Linked DNA regions of Mus musculus: region 2 is linked to region 1. Evidence: chromatin contacts called from public Hi-C data. All regions are on one chromosome and are shown on one strand. The core of a region is the stretch at or near the end of the contact, and the rest is flanking DNA. Distances in the headings are between cores, read along the strand shown. Region 1 overlaps Csgalnact1 (chondroitin sulfate N-acetylgalactosaminyltransferase 1). Region 2 holds the start of Csgalnact1 (chondroitin sulfate N-acetylgalactosaminyltransferase 1).

Evidence for each region. Hi-C and Micro-C count contacts between places; a contact is called where the count stands out from the background.
Region 2: a Hi-C map of astrocytes shows a contact between it and region 1, with 2.3 times the contacts expected there. The contact joins the promoter of Csgalnact1 here to the enhancer-like site in region 1. A contact is called at or near these places in 3 of 39 promoter capture datasets (the 3T3-L1 cell line and the HPC-7 cell line), 14 of 484 Hi-C or Micro-C datasets (3T3-L1-derived adipocytes, the C2C12 cell line, the HPC-7 cell line and 11 more), 6 of 115 datasets of contacts at active chromatin or transcription factors (the NIH/3T3 cell line, astrocytes, forebrain and 2 more) and 2 of 9 other capture datasets (adipose tissue and liver).

Annotation. Positions count from the first base shown.
Region 1 is chr8:68,618,722-68,625,512 of GRCm38.p6, reverse strand. All of the region lies in intron 2 of Csgalnact1 (chondroitin sulfate N-acetylgalactosaminyltransferase 1), which reads left to right. Among named protein-coding and RNA genes, the nearest start is that of Csgalnact1, 110 kb to the left of the region's middle. Within about 2 kb of position 3,397, at least 17 of the 459 cell types and tissues checked have an H3K27ac peak or open chromatin away from gene starts, as enhancers often do. A contact at or near this core is called in astrocytes, forebrain, neural progenitor cells and 1 more, where this site is marked.
Region 2 is chr8:68,731,179-68,737,969 of GRCm38.p6, reverse strand. It overlaps Csgalnact1 (chondroitin sulfate N-acetylgalactosaminyltransferase 1), which reads left to right and starts at 2,824. Exons shown (of 10, transcript NM_172753.5): 1 at 2,824-2,944.

The DNA of each region.
Region 1 (6,791 bases), core at 2,148-4,647:
GACTCACCTTTAATCTGGGCCACACCATCTGCTGGCAGCCTATATAAAGGACAAAGGAGAAGGAAGCTGTTTTTTGTTTTTTGTTTGTTTGTTTGTTTTTGTTTTGTTTTGTTTTTGCCTGCTTAATCTTAATCTTGCTGGCAAGTCCATTCTCTCACTGGAACCAGAGTCCACTTCTCGGGATCTCTGAGGTATACACTGAAGACCAGCTAAGACATCTAGCCAGGCTTGTGAATGGAACAATTATTGGATTCTTGGACCTTCCATTGGTAGATAGTGATTGTTGGACTACCTGGACCACAGAACCACAGTCTGTAGGCCAGTCTAATATCTGTCTGTCTGTCTGTCTGTCTGTCTGTCTGTCTGTGTCTTTCCTCTCTCTCTCTCTCTCTCTCTCTCTCTCTCTCTCTCTCTCTCTCCCCTCCAGCACATTCGCGCGCGCGCGCGAGCACACATGCGCGCGCGCACACACACACACACACACACACACACACACACACACACACACACTCCTGTGCTCCCATACCCTTTGCCATACAAGTACTCTGTTCACCCTCTTTTTTCCTTTCCTTGTTTTTATTTTAAATTGGGGTCTCACCATGTACTTCAAAGTAGCCTGAAATTTACCCCAATCTGGCCTCAAACCCATGATTCTCCTGTCTCTGGCTCCTGGCTGCTGAAATTTCATGCGAGGACTCAGCACGCTAGCTCCAGTTTGTGGTGTGCGTGTTCTTTACCTTTTCTAAGAAGCCAGCACGCACCTCTGCCCCGGAATCATGATCTCCATCTCCCACCAGACACACAACGTTACTTGCTCCACATCCTGTGCTTCGGTTGCGTTGTTGTGAGCTTCCTCATTGTTGCAGTGTCTAGTTAGCAATCTTACACACACTTCAGTATAGCTTGTCTCCTTGTGGAGCACACCATGATTTTCACCGAAGGCCACCAGCAACCATCTTCAGCTTCTGGTGTTCTACAATTTCTGGTACATTATTTACGCTTGTCAGATGAATTTTACGTTAAAGAAATGTAAGTGCTTCAAAACTGCTCGCTTATACATGAACTGATAGACTAATTCCTAGTTCTTCTTAACTGTTCATGAAATCAGGACCCTCCAGAATCTCTATATTGAGTTATTGTTCAGATTTGAAAGCAAAGGACTCGCAGGCAACTCTTCTCCCCTTTTCTCAGGGCTTCTGAGAGAAAATACAGCTCCTTAGTTCTTTCCCTGCTTTGCTGACGCATTTGCAGGAGCTCAAGAGTTGCACGTTGGTTCTCAGATGAGAGTTGGGTTTAATTAGACATATTGTCTAGCATGCTGCGGTTCAAACGGTGGCCTAGTCACCATTGGTGCCATTGCCCCTAAAGAGCTCCTTAGAAGTGCAGTCCTGGTGCCCCACCCCCACCCAACCCCATCCTCCGCAGACCTGCTATACCTGTGCAGCTGAACAATGTCTTCAGTGATGGCTCAGCTTAAGGCTTCACAAGCGCCACTCTGTGCTCTGGGACTTGTGATTCAGAACGGCACATGCACATCACAGCTCTATGGCGCCATTCTGTGTGCTTTATACATTCTAATAAGGACGCTTCTATGTTTTACAATAAATATTTCAAAATATTTATATCTCTGTTATCGTCAGTAGTAGGTCACAGCTGAGAGATGGGGCAATATGCTTCTATTCTTTTTTTACTACCTGGAAAGCATTTAATTTCTTCCTTTATGTAGAAATAAAGTAAAAAACTTCTATTCTCTTGGTTAATCTTTATTGAGTAAACAAACTCAACCATCACTCACAGCAATAGCCATAATGTATGTGTGTGTATGCATGTGTACAACATGTGTGTATGTGTGTATATATACACATATATACATATATATATTTATGTGCATATGTATGTATATGGGTATATATGTGCATATATGTGTATATATGCATATATATTTTCATGAGTGTGCATATTTTAACATTTCTCTGGATTGCTTTAAAATTTTCTTATGCTCCTGTGGGATCTGAAAACAGTGAATTGTGTTTTTCATTTTGAAGTCCCTGAAAAAACAGAGGGCTTAATTATACAAGTAAATACAGGAATAAAACTACATTTCGTTAAAAATGCATAATTCATGCATAGCACTATTTGCACTGTCCTTCATAACAATTTATCCAAGCAAACAATGAGAAATGAGTGTTTTATTTATTTGGAGGCAGCTTATACTTGTGACAGATTTCCAAAGATTCAGGTAAAAGTAAGGCTTCCCTCTCCATCTCCAACCATACTGTTGTGCCTCCTCTTTTCAGGGTGGCTTTCCCTTTCTGTCTTCCTCTCTTCCACTTCTTCCAGTGCTAAGGGTCTACATCAGGATCTCCTGCACATCAATCACTGAGCTGTGTCCCAGTCCCTGCACTAGAAAGTTCTATGTAGTCAGTCCTGCGATGCTGGGCTCTGAGACTATGCAAGACTTTGAACCCAGCCAGCAGCTTGATGGAGAAGCTACTGGATCTAATTTTGTCTCAATGTTGTCACTGGAAAAGTAGGAATATTAGAGATGCCAAGACAAACAAATGAGACAATGCATGTGACGTGCTGAGGATCAATTATGGGTTTGCAACAGTCAAGAAATACTAACTTCTTCTGATTTATATGGGTGTTTTTTGCATACTTACCACTTTCTAACATAATAGTAGGTTGTATATGTTTAAATATATTGCTTTTAGAAACCCAGCAAAACAAGATTTTTCACTTGAGCTCATGAGATTGGTTGTCTTATTGATTGAACTGCCTCATTTTACCTTTTTGGTTCCACAGTATTCAACTTTTTGGATGAATTCATTTATTTTTATATATAACAATTTAATAAATTTGTTTAATTTATATGATTGAATTTTGTCTAAGTTCATTTAATTTATATAATCACATATCCAGCTTTTAACTGGTGTTCAGTCAGGCTGCTTCCACTCTTATGGTATTATGAAACCCTGGAAGCAAGCTGTGAGCCCTTGCAGCGCAGTTTCTGACAGGAAGTTTCTAGAAAGGAAATCAAATCAGGAAATAGTCACAGCACAGGTTCTAGTTTTGATGAATGTTTATGAGTTGCTCTCTATAAGACAAGCTACTTCATCTACAAAGTGTGAAAATGCTCATTTTCGATGGTCATACTTCAACTTTAAATTTTCAAAAATTCATTTTTCAGTTATAATAATAATAATACCTATTTGGAAATTTGATCAAGACTTCTAGGTTCCCTGGTAGAGGCTGGACGATGGTGCTTTCTCCTGAAATGTTAGAAGGAGACAACAGATTTCTGTGGGGATTCCTGTGACATACACTGCACAGTGTCCTTACAGTCACTAGCTGCCGAGGATTCCTGAGCCATGGAGACAAAGCAAAGAGTTTGGGCAGAGAATATGAACAACAGTGTGTTTCGTTTCATTTGCAACAGAGCCCGGCCTCTCTACGCCCCTTGAACTTGTCCTGGCTGAGCAGAGATGTCTGTTGGGCCAGTTTCTAAGAGCCTTTCTCATTTGTTCACACAAATGTCCCATTGTACAGTTCTCATTGCCTCCCACGATGACCATATAGCTTTTGTTTGGAGGTAGGTGGGCAGCTTTCTCTCTTTTCAGATTAAAAAAAAAACCCACCAAAACCCAAAAAACAACAACAAAAAACCTCTCAAATAATTAAAATAAAAAATGCAATGTTGATTTCAGCATCATACTATATTTCATTAGTAGTTTTGGGGCAGTCTAAAATAGTTTCAATCCCTTCTTACATATTTTACAGTTTATAACAAATTCAGTTAACTAGTTTTTATAGAATTCATGGTGCACTGCCCTCCTGACACATAACTCTGGTCTCTGAAAGGAATTAGGATTTGTAATGAAATAGACATTTTCAGTCCACTTGGCAAGTGTTCACAGGCTATATTTGCATATACAAATGAGCTGAGGAGTTGAAAAATGAAAAACCCAAAATTAGCATTCTACGAGGAACTAAGCACTTGGACTCTTTTGGTCACTGACATTATTCCAGAAATACTTGTTGGCTTTTGAATGTGTTGATCATGATACACTGTCAAGGGTGAAAGGAGCTGGGTGTCTGACTTCTCTGCACCTAGAAGGGATGTCACTGCTGCTTCAGAACACCTGGTCTAGGAGGCTGAGCTTGGCTGTCTTGGACCTGTGAGGTACACAGTGGCAGAGGTGTGTGTGGGGGGTATTCTTAGCCCAGAATGGACCTTTATTTAATGGACCAGTCATTACACAGGGTCCACAGATGCTTGTGGTAAGAGAGATATAAGTGCCTCCCTCCACTTATCATTTTACAGATCAAAGAGAACATTTTGTGTATTCTCTTAGGAACTGAGCAACAAACAATATTTGCCAACATTATGGTCATTTATTTTTTTTTTAGAAATTTGACACTGTCTTAACAGGCAATAGGAACTTGTATCTTTAGAATCTGCTTAAAACAATTGTGCTGCTGCATATTAAATAGCTGTCATGCAGCTCTTGCTGGGTAATAGGCCTTAAGTCAATTAACAATGAATAGTCATATGCATCAGGAATGCAGATAGTTACATATTCACATATCTTTTACAGATAAAATAGTGTTAGGGAATTTAAGTGGCATGTAAGGGACAACTGAAACGCACACCCATGTCTTTTTCACTTCCAGCCAGTCCCAAAGGCTCTACTCATCTAAGTCACCACACAGCTGTCACATACAGTTATCCTCAACATAAGAATTCAGTTGTTTTATTTTCATGAGTAAAAGCAGTGGCTGGGAACAGAAGAAAGCAATTTCCACACATGTATGACAAAGGCAGTAGGATTTTTCAATACATGAAGAAAATATAGAAAGAACATGATTTGGTTCCAACTTCAATAGGAAAAGAAGCCCTATTGACAGAGTGTCTAAGCCTGTCCCAGTATGAAATTCACAGGGCCATGAACTCAGTCGTCACTTTTCAAATCCTCCTCTAGCGTTGCTCCAGGAGCTGTCTCTCAGTGTCGTCCAGGGTCCGGGCTAAGGGTAGGACACCACAGGTCCCTGGCCATAAAGTTACCTTCAATACCTCAATCTTCAAGCAAGTAGTTAGGGTTGACTACTGGGTAGGGGTCTTCCTCATAGCTCTCGCTTCCTTCACTGGAGCCTTTCAGCCCAGCCTGGGTGAGTTCAATCTGAGTGTGATTGTAGTGTGTGAGACGATGAACAACCTACTCGATGATCGTCTTTTTATTTATGAGCTCCTATTCAGAGTCTATCTCTGACTCGATTTCCTTCAGGTACCAGTTGACAAGCTCGCTTCTCTTTAGTGCCGACTCGTCTTCCTCTTCTTCCATTTTCTTGAGGTGGAGCACGATGAGGTTAGAGACATCTAACCAGAGCCAGGCAGTGGTTTAATCCCAGCACTTGGGAGGCAGAGGCAGGCGGATTTCTGAGTTTGAGGCCAGGCTGGTCTACAGAGTGAGTTCCAGGACAACCAGAACTATACAGAGAAACCCTGTCTCATAAAACCCTGTCTTGAAAAACCAAACCAAAAAAAAAAAGAAGAAGAATTCATTATTACTCTAAATTCAACTACCCTTAAACTACCCTTAATGTAGATTACAATCAATTTTAATGTTGTTATTGATTCTCAGCAGCTCCATAAATTGTCTTTATTACTTTGTGGACAGAGGGCTAATTCACACACAAGTTGTCACAACTGCCCGTTGGCTTTGCAGGCATCATTGGACCACACGGGGTCTTTTATCAGCACCTGGTGATGGCTAGAACTTAGCATGCCTGCTTACCTTCAAGGCCGTTGTCTAATTCTTTCAACACTATACTGCACACCGAGTGGCACTTGATTATCACTCACACTCATCTTGTATTTCTAGCGGGTTTCTCTTATCTTGTTACTGAGTAATATTGATTTTTGTCTTCATTAATTCTTCCCAGCACTGCCAATTTTCTTCTCTCTTTGTCTTCGACATCTCTTTTAAAGTCATGTTCAATAGGCTTAGTCTAGATTTGCTGAGTTCTCACTGAATGTATTTTCCTTTTACTGAGAAGTTTTATTGCATTTTCTCTGACAGACTCCCCCACCATCTATGGTTGCACGGATCCTGCTCTGTCGGGAAAGGTTTTGTCCTTTACCCATTCTTTTATTCCCAGCTCTGTGCCGAGTCAGGGCTTGATGGATGGTAGACACAAACCAGACACTCACATCCTGGGAGCTATCTCTAGGCACCATCCACATCATCACTCAGGTTGCTGACACATCATTTCTTCTCTAACTCTTCCAACCTTCCTTTAGCACCAAGTAAGACCTTTCTGCATGCTTTCCACTGGGCCAGAAAAGGGAAAAATGATGCCCATAGCTTTCCATGCTGTTCATGAGATTTTTTTCCCCCGTGACTTTAAGAAGGCAATGGCAGATCAAAGAAACAATTCTCCCAAACCCAGCATGGTGAACCAATGAGTTCATTTGGGATGCTTGTAGGAGCATGGATCTTTGTTTCCCTACAAGAGGACAGGTGACTCAAAGGTACCAGCATCACTAAAAAACTCACCCCAGCATGGGTAACAACACACAAAGATGTGCAGCTTGTTGGATGCCTCATTACTAAAGTTTCTCCTCTCTGGCAGCTATATATGTATAGCTTATATAGATGCAGGAAGGGGATTTGTTAGTTTCATGAGCCTCTTGAATCTACCCAGTCACTCTAGAAGGTGATATCCCAATCCATAGGAAACCACCACAGAACAGAAGCCTATAACTTATTGTAAGGGTTTGAACCAGGTAT
Region 2 (6,791 bases), core at 1,575-4,074, 110 kb before region 1:
CAAGTTTGAGGCCACTCTGGGCTATGTAGTGAGGTTCAAGCCAGTCTGGACACAGACAGACAGACAGACAGACAGACAGACACACTCTCTCTCTCTCTTTCTCTCTCTCTCTCTCACACACACACAGGTCTAATACGCACACCTGCCTTTTATAAACACAAAAGCTTTCTACTTTAAGTCACACTGCTGTTGTCCATTCACTTCTTTCGAAACCTGTTTATGTGTCTCCTTACTGTTCCCACATTGGCAGTATGACAATAACATATCTTTAGTATGTCCTTGAAAATTCAAACAGCATAATTTAATTTCTAAATCATGCTTATGAAATATATTTTAACTCTATAACATTTCAGGTACAAGCTAAAATCCAAGTAGTAAATTTTTCCTTTTTGGTAGTAAATCTTAGAAACTGGTTTTAGCGAGGCTAGGTTTATGTCTATAATCCTAGTTCCCAGGAGGCCACACAAAATGTCTTCTCTTTTTGTTCCTTTTTAATTTTTTCATCCAACGCTGACCTTTACATTCATTACAGTGAATGTCTGTAATCATAGCACTCAGGAGCCCAAGGCAGGAGGATCATAGGTTGAAAGTGGTTCTTGGCTACCATGAGTTTGACATCATCCTGGACTCATGAGACTGAGTCTCTAAATAATAAAACAGAAACTACATCTAGGCTTAGTGTTCTGCCCAGCCTTTCTGGTCCTTGGCTCTAGGGCATGCATGGAAATCCATCTTTCTGCTAGTTTCACTGTTCAGTTTTGTCGGGGGCTGCCTCTCCTGATGATGGAGATAAAATGTCCACATGACAGAACTCTGTAAGAGAACTTCCTGAGCAGATAATCCACTGTAAATTTCTCTCTTGTTCACCCAGGAAAAGGTATCTTCTCTTAATGATGCTGTTACTTAGTTTAATTGCGTTATCACTTTCTCAATTCAATTATTTTTCATATACTATTGAAGCTATTAAAAACAGAAGGACACCGGTCCCGGAAAACTGGCTTTCAATTGGCATGCAGTGACACACTGGCATATGCGTTGGTATCTCCTGCAATACCCCAGAGCCAATATCCAAGTGGGAGACGTTCGAAAGTGGTGACCTGATGCACCTCCACATGCTAAACACCCATAAAGGAACCACAGTCGACCCTTAAGTGGTCCCCTTCTTTATTCTATTTAGAGTAATAGAGATTATTGTATCTATAAATGTGGGAAGCCACATGTGCCGTTGCAGAGTGGCGCTGGCTACTGCTGGCCACCATGCATAAGTTTGGACAAACAACCAATGTGTACATATGCAGTAAAGTTTTTTGCCAAGATACTGCCTGGCCCGGGCATGATAATGAGGTTTTGAGAGTATAGCCAATCAGATGTGAGACATGCAAATGAGGTATGATAATGAGACTCTGTGAGGTACTAAGAGAGAGTAACCAATCAGATGAGGAACATGCAAATGAGGTATAGTGCATAACCAATCTGGGTGTGAGACACGCCTCTCCTAGGCCTATATAAGCAGCACAAGTTCTGGGCTTGGGGTCTCTTTGCTTCTGCAATCAAGCTCTCCCAATAAACGTGTGCAGAAGGATCCTGTTGCAGCGTCATTCTTGCTGGTTGAGTCGGGCGCACGCAAGATATAAAGTATGTTCTCTATCTTTCACATAGCCTGCAGGGCATGTCTGTGCTGGGGCCATGGCATACTCAGAATTTCTAGCCCATTTTTCCAAACTAAAACCTATGTATAACTTTATTACATGATTCTGGAGACACCATTGAGTAAAGAGATGAGAGCTACTTCAGTAGGTGAAAGCAATCAGAACTAGAAGAACCTATCAGTAGATGAAGACAGGAATGCTTTAGTGGCAGTTAGGACAAAAGCTCTGAAGAAGTTGCCCGACTACCTACTAAGTGTGAAATCAAAAAACCCTGACTTCCACCTAGTGACGTCCATCTGCAAATGGAAATTGCCATATGATTGCCTTTTGAGGATGCTAGGAGCTAATCTGTGAGAAATAACTGATGTCCACATATGTACGTGCATATCTATGCAGTGTTAACTCTTTGTTATCTTCCTATCATGCAGTACTTTGATGCAGCTAGAAAAATTACACTGTATGTTTTGTGATTTGGCAAACACGGATTCTTCTATTTTTCCACGAATCTCAGCTGAGTTGATGTAGGGATGTGGCCGCTAGAGGTCCTTACAGACATCGCTTAGCCACAGTTGGGGCTGAAGGGTTAAAGGGGTTTCTGATCTTTTGTAAATAAAAGCTTCTTACTGAAGGCCTTATTACTACAACTCAGGGCACCCAAAACAGTGACTATCTTATTAATTCTCTCAAGTAGAGTGTAAGAAGTTTTGGAGGCAAGCCATTAGGACAGTCCTAGCAGCGCAAATGCCTCGGGGATGAGTTGGGGAGTGGGGACGAACTTGTAGGATAGATGCCCCCTCTCTGTTGGGGCGCAACTTCCAACAGTGCCCTAGTCTCTATCGCCAACTTCTCTGATGTTGGTGATCAATCACACTTGAAGTCTCTACGGTACAGGAGACCCTGCTCTCCACTCATGCTCCCTGCAGTGACAGTCTCTCAACCAGGGCACCCTGCTCTGCTCGGACCTGGAGCGGGGACGCACTGCAGACTGGCCCTGGAGGAATTAGATGACTGCAGCCATACACGACCCCAGCCCTGAGGCCCACGCTACCCCCACCTCTCAGCTCTCGGCTCCTCGGGCTCCCACTCGGAGGCCGGCGCTGTGCTTGGCCGCTGTTCAGCCCGCGCTCCCCGCTTTCCCCCTCCCCCTACTGCTCCGGGTCCCTGGAGGCTCAGCGGCTGTTGGAACTGGAGGTGGAGCCGAGCCCAGGGCCGCCTCGCAGGAGGGAAAGTTCAGCGGCAGCAGGGGAGCAGCGTAGCCGAGGGATCCGGCTCCGCTGTCTGCAGTGTTGCCTGGGGTAAGTCGGGGTCCCTACCCTGAGGGCTGGACGGGTGTGGCCCGCTATGTGCGGGCGTGTCGCTGCCGTTTTCCAGTCCGCGCCACTGCCCCCGACCTCGACCTCAGGGTGGCTCTCTGTCAGCCGGGAGGACGCCTGCACCGCTGGCTTCCAGAGACCACTGCTGTCCTAGGGCTGAGGACTCCGGAATCACTGCCCTCTGTAGCCCTTGCGAGGCGCGTGGAGGGATCGGTGTCTCTAGGTGGACGCGCGAGGGTCCCGTGCCGCACCCCACGGCCAGCTCAGCTTCTTCAGCGGTAATTGAGCCCCCAGCTGTTGGCTTACTCTCCAGAAACCCCACTTCAAAGTAGCCTTGGCATATGTGCGGGTGCCTCTAGTTTGCTGTTTTTGGATTGTATTTGCTGTGATGAAGAGGGTGGCCCGTGGGCAGCACGCTCCCCTGCATTGTGCCGCCGCGATGGTGACTCTCTGGATCCCAAGGGTCTTCACATCTGCATGTGACTGCATGCAGTTGTATGTGCCAGGGGCGGGGAGAAGCTCTTCCAGGGAATGGTCTAGGGGTGCAGTGGGGCATTCCGAGGGCTGGAGGAAAAGGAAAGCTGTGCTGGGCGAAGGCAAAGTTGTTTGTTTCCGCCACACTTCCTGCACCTGTACCCCTGTCGTCAGTGATTCTGAAGTTATGGAGGAAAAGACGTTAACACTATTGTACATATCCTCAGTGGACGCTAAAAATGAAGTAGTAATGAATGATCGGATGGCTGTATTTTGCAAAATCCATTTTTTATTCAGATTGCAACGACTTGGCACAGTTTTGACTTAAATGTCATTAAAGACAACTAACTACGATTCTATATTTATAAAGAATTTAAATATCTAGTAAACCCTAGCAATTCCACGGGGTTTATTGGATTGTGTTGACACTTTTTGTTCAAGAGAGCTCCAATTATTATGGTCCTTGAGCATTAATAAACTATGGGTTCTGCTGCGTGGAGAGAAGTCTAACAAACTTGGAAACAGAAGTGTAAGGCAGAGAGTAACTGGTTCTCTAGGCATAAAAGGTCACCTGAACACACAGAAGAGGGATTGCTGTAACAGAGGGATTATGTGTTGAGCTTCCAGAAAATATGAGATGGGCAATTCCCATTGTAGGAACCTAATACATATATGATCACTCCTCTGCATTGAATCAACTACCTAATGGATGTGTCCAATGTGCTTCACTAGGGTGAGCTCAGGAAGTGAGCTTCGTAGGGTGAAGAACAGCTATTAAAACAGCCTAAGACAAAATCATGAACGTACTTAAAGCACTGAGGTTTTCTTGTGTGATTAGTGTCTGAATAATTAGCACGGTGTAATTGTCAAGCTTGAACTTTGCAGATTGGGACACACCTGCTGTCACTCCAAATTACGAGATATTACTTTAATTTCTCTCCATCTTCTTGTCTCAGATCTCCTATATCTAGTTGCAAGCCATATTAGCGAGCTTCAAAGAAAAAAAATATCCATTGTTTAGATTCACCCATTTACATCATTGTGAGATTGTGTTTGCTGTTTCGGAGAACTGGCATCCAAGAGGTTCATCCTACTTTTTAGCTGCATGACCCAGGGCCAGTCACATATTAAATGGTTTCAAGATTCTTCATTTGATAACAATACTTGACAGAGTGAAATAACATTCTTTTCTAAGCACCCAGAGATACAGTAGACCCCTCCCAAATGCTATCCTTTGCCTCTCTTAAATACTTTTAGATATGCTTTGACACTTAAAGCATTAACAATAATAATTCCTTCTTTTATGTGATCTTTTGCTTGTTGATTCATGCTCCATCTATGCATCCATCCATGAGGTCATTACCACTGAAGACCATCGGATTTCCTGTATAATATTCCCTGCTTGGATGTTGGCTCTCTCGAGAATGGTAGTAGGCAGTGCTTCATGGGTTTCTTTGGGTTGAGAATCCATCATCAGGATTAGGGATGATGAAGTGGACTTCCCAGTCTCCCTGTTTCCCAGCTCTGTGCTAAATAAGATGATGCCACACCCAAAGAAGAAACAGTAAGCTGTGAGTGGCTGTTGCCTTTCTTGCTTACCCTGTGCCATTCAATGGCAAGCAGCAAGGACTTCCTACACCTTTACTGATTTGAAGCTTACAGTGCAATGAAGTTATTCTTCAGCTCACATCCTTCTTCGTGTACTCCTGATGAAGGGACCTTGGGACTGTAAATTATAGCCCTACCATATATTAAGGCTAACAGAGGTACTAAAGAGGCTGAGCTCAGGTAGACTTTATTACCTATTGATTTGGGCCTCATGATAAAGTGGTCTTATAAAACTTGTAATAGCTGAGGTCTCAGAGTAGTGGCTCTGCCACTAGGGGCCTCCTTGGTACACTGGATTACCCTGGGCTGTCATATGTTCCCATCCTTCTGTCCTTTCAGTAGCAAAGAACTTGAACGTTCTTCATCAGAGAAGGACGTGCATATAAAAAGGACTATAAAAGGCCTGGAGATCAGTGAAAGCCCCCTCTTTGATGGAATCAATGTGGTTTAAAACATAACTTTAGAGACTTAAAAATTTGGCTTTTTTAAAAACTTTTTATATTATAATATTCAAATATGGAGGTTTTTTTAAATTTAGGAAATAAATATACAATTCAGATGTAGAATTTAATGTTCTCTCTCTCTCTCTCTCTCTCTCTCTCTCTCTTTCTGTGTGTGTGTGTGTTTGTCCATCTGTTTTTGGTGGATTTTTTTCACTTAATCTTTCAATGTATTTTAAATAGCTTTTTCTTCTAAACGGATACTTGTAGGACTAAAATAATATGAATTGCCTTTTTTATATAGCGAGTTGGAGCTCCTCCCTTCCCTACCCTCTCCCCTTCTTCTTCTCTGCCTCTTTTTCTTCTTGGAGCTACATTAAAATTTGCCTTTAAGATGTCTTGTTACATTCTACAATGTAGCACTCAGGGTATCTTCTGTGTGAGAAGTTTGGTTGAAGTTAGAGCCTCAAGTATGAAGCCCAGGCTGGCTGCAACCTTGCAGTGGTCCCTGAGCTACCACTCCCAGCTACGGGTTTTGAAACACTCTTGTATATTCTGATTTTAATGAAGTTAGTTGGGCTTTAGAATATTTGTTGGACAACTTAAAGGTGTCTTTATTTCCTAGATATATCTTGTTATTTGGTAAAAGAAGCACTGACAGTATATGTAAATGGGCATTATTGTCCCCAATATCGTCATACTGTTTGCAAATAAATAAGAGAAAAATTTCAGGTTTTCAGTGAGACTTAATTTAGTCTGAGAAACTAAGCACTTCTACTCTGCACTGAAACATCGGCTAAGGTAACAGAAGTTAGCACCTTGAGACCCCAGTTCTCACAAAGGGCTTTCTCTTCTTATTTAGCAGAGCCTTTCTGAATTCAGAAACGTTACAAACATCAAGTTCAGATGTCCTCATGTTGTGATTTGAAGGCAAGGTGATATGATTGTTGTTTTTTAATGAAGGTATAGATCACGCTGTGGCTAAGGAACAAAATAAAAGGACTAACTTTAACTGTGAAGGGGCCATAGATGGTTGTTTATTATCATCTCCCCCTGATTAAGCGGAATTCTTTGGATTGCTTTTAGGGTTCTGGCATATCAAAGAGTTGTGCAGATCCTGTTTGTACAAAGGAATGCTGTTCTAGAACCAGAAGAGGTTTTAACCTCCAGCTAGGGAAGGGCTTGGCACCTCTCAGCCTGTCCTTCCCCTTCCCAAGACCGAAGCTGAGCCTCAGCCAAAATGATAGACACGCGGCTTGCTGCAGAACACAGTGATTTAGTTTTGGCCAAGAACCCCAAGCTGACAA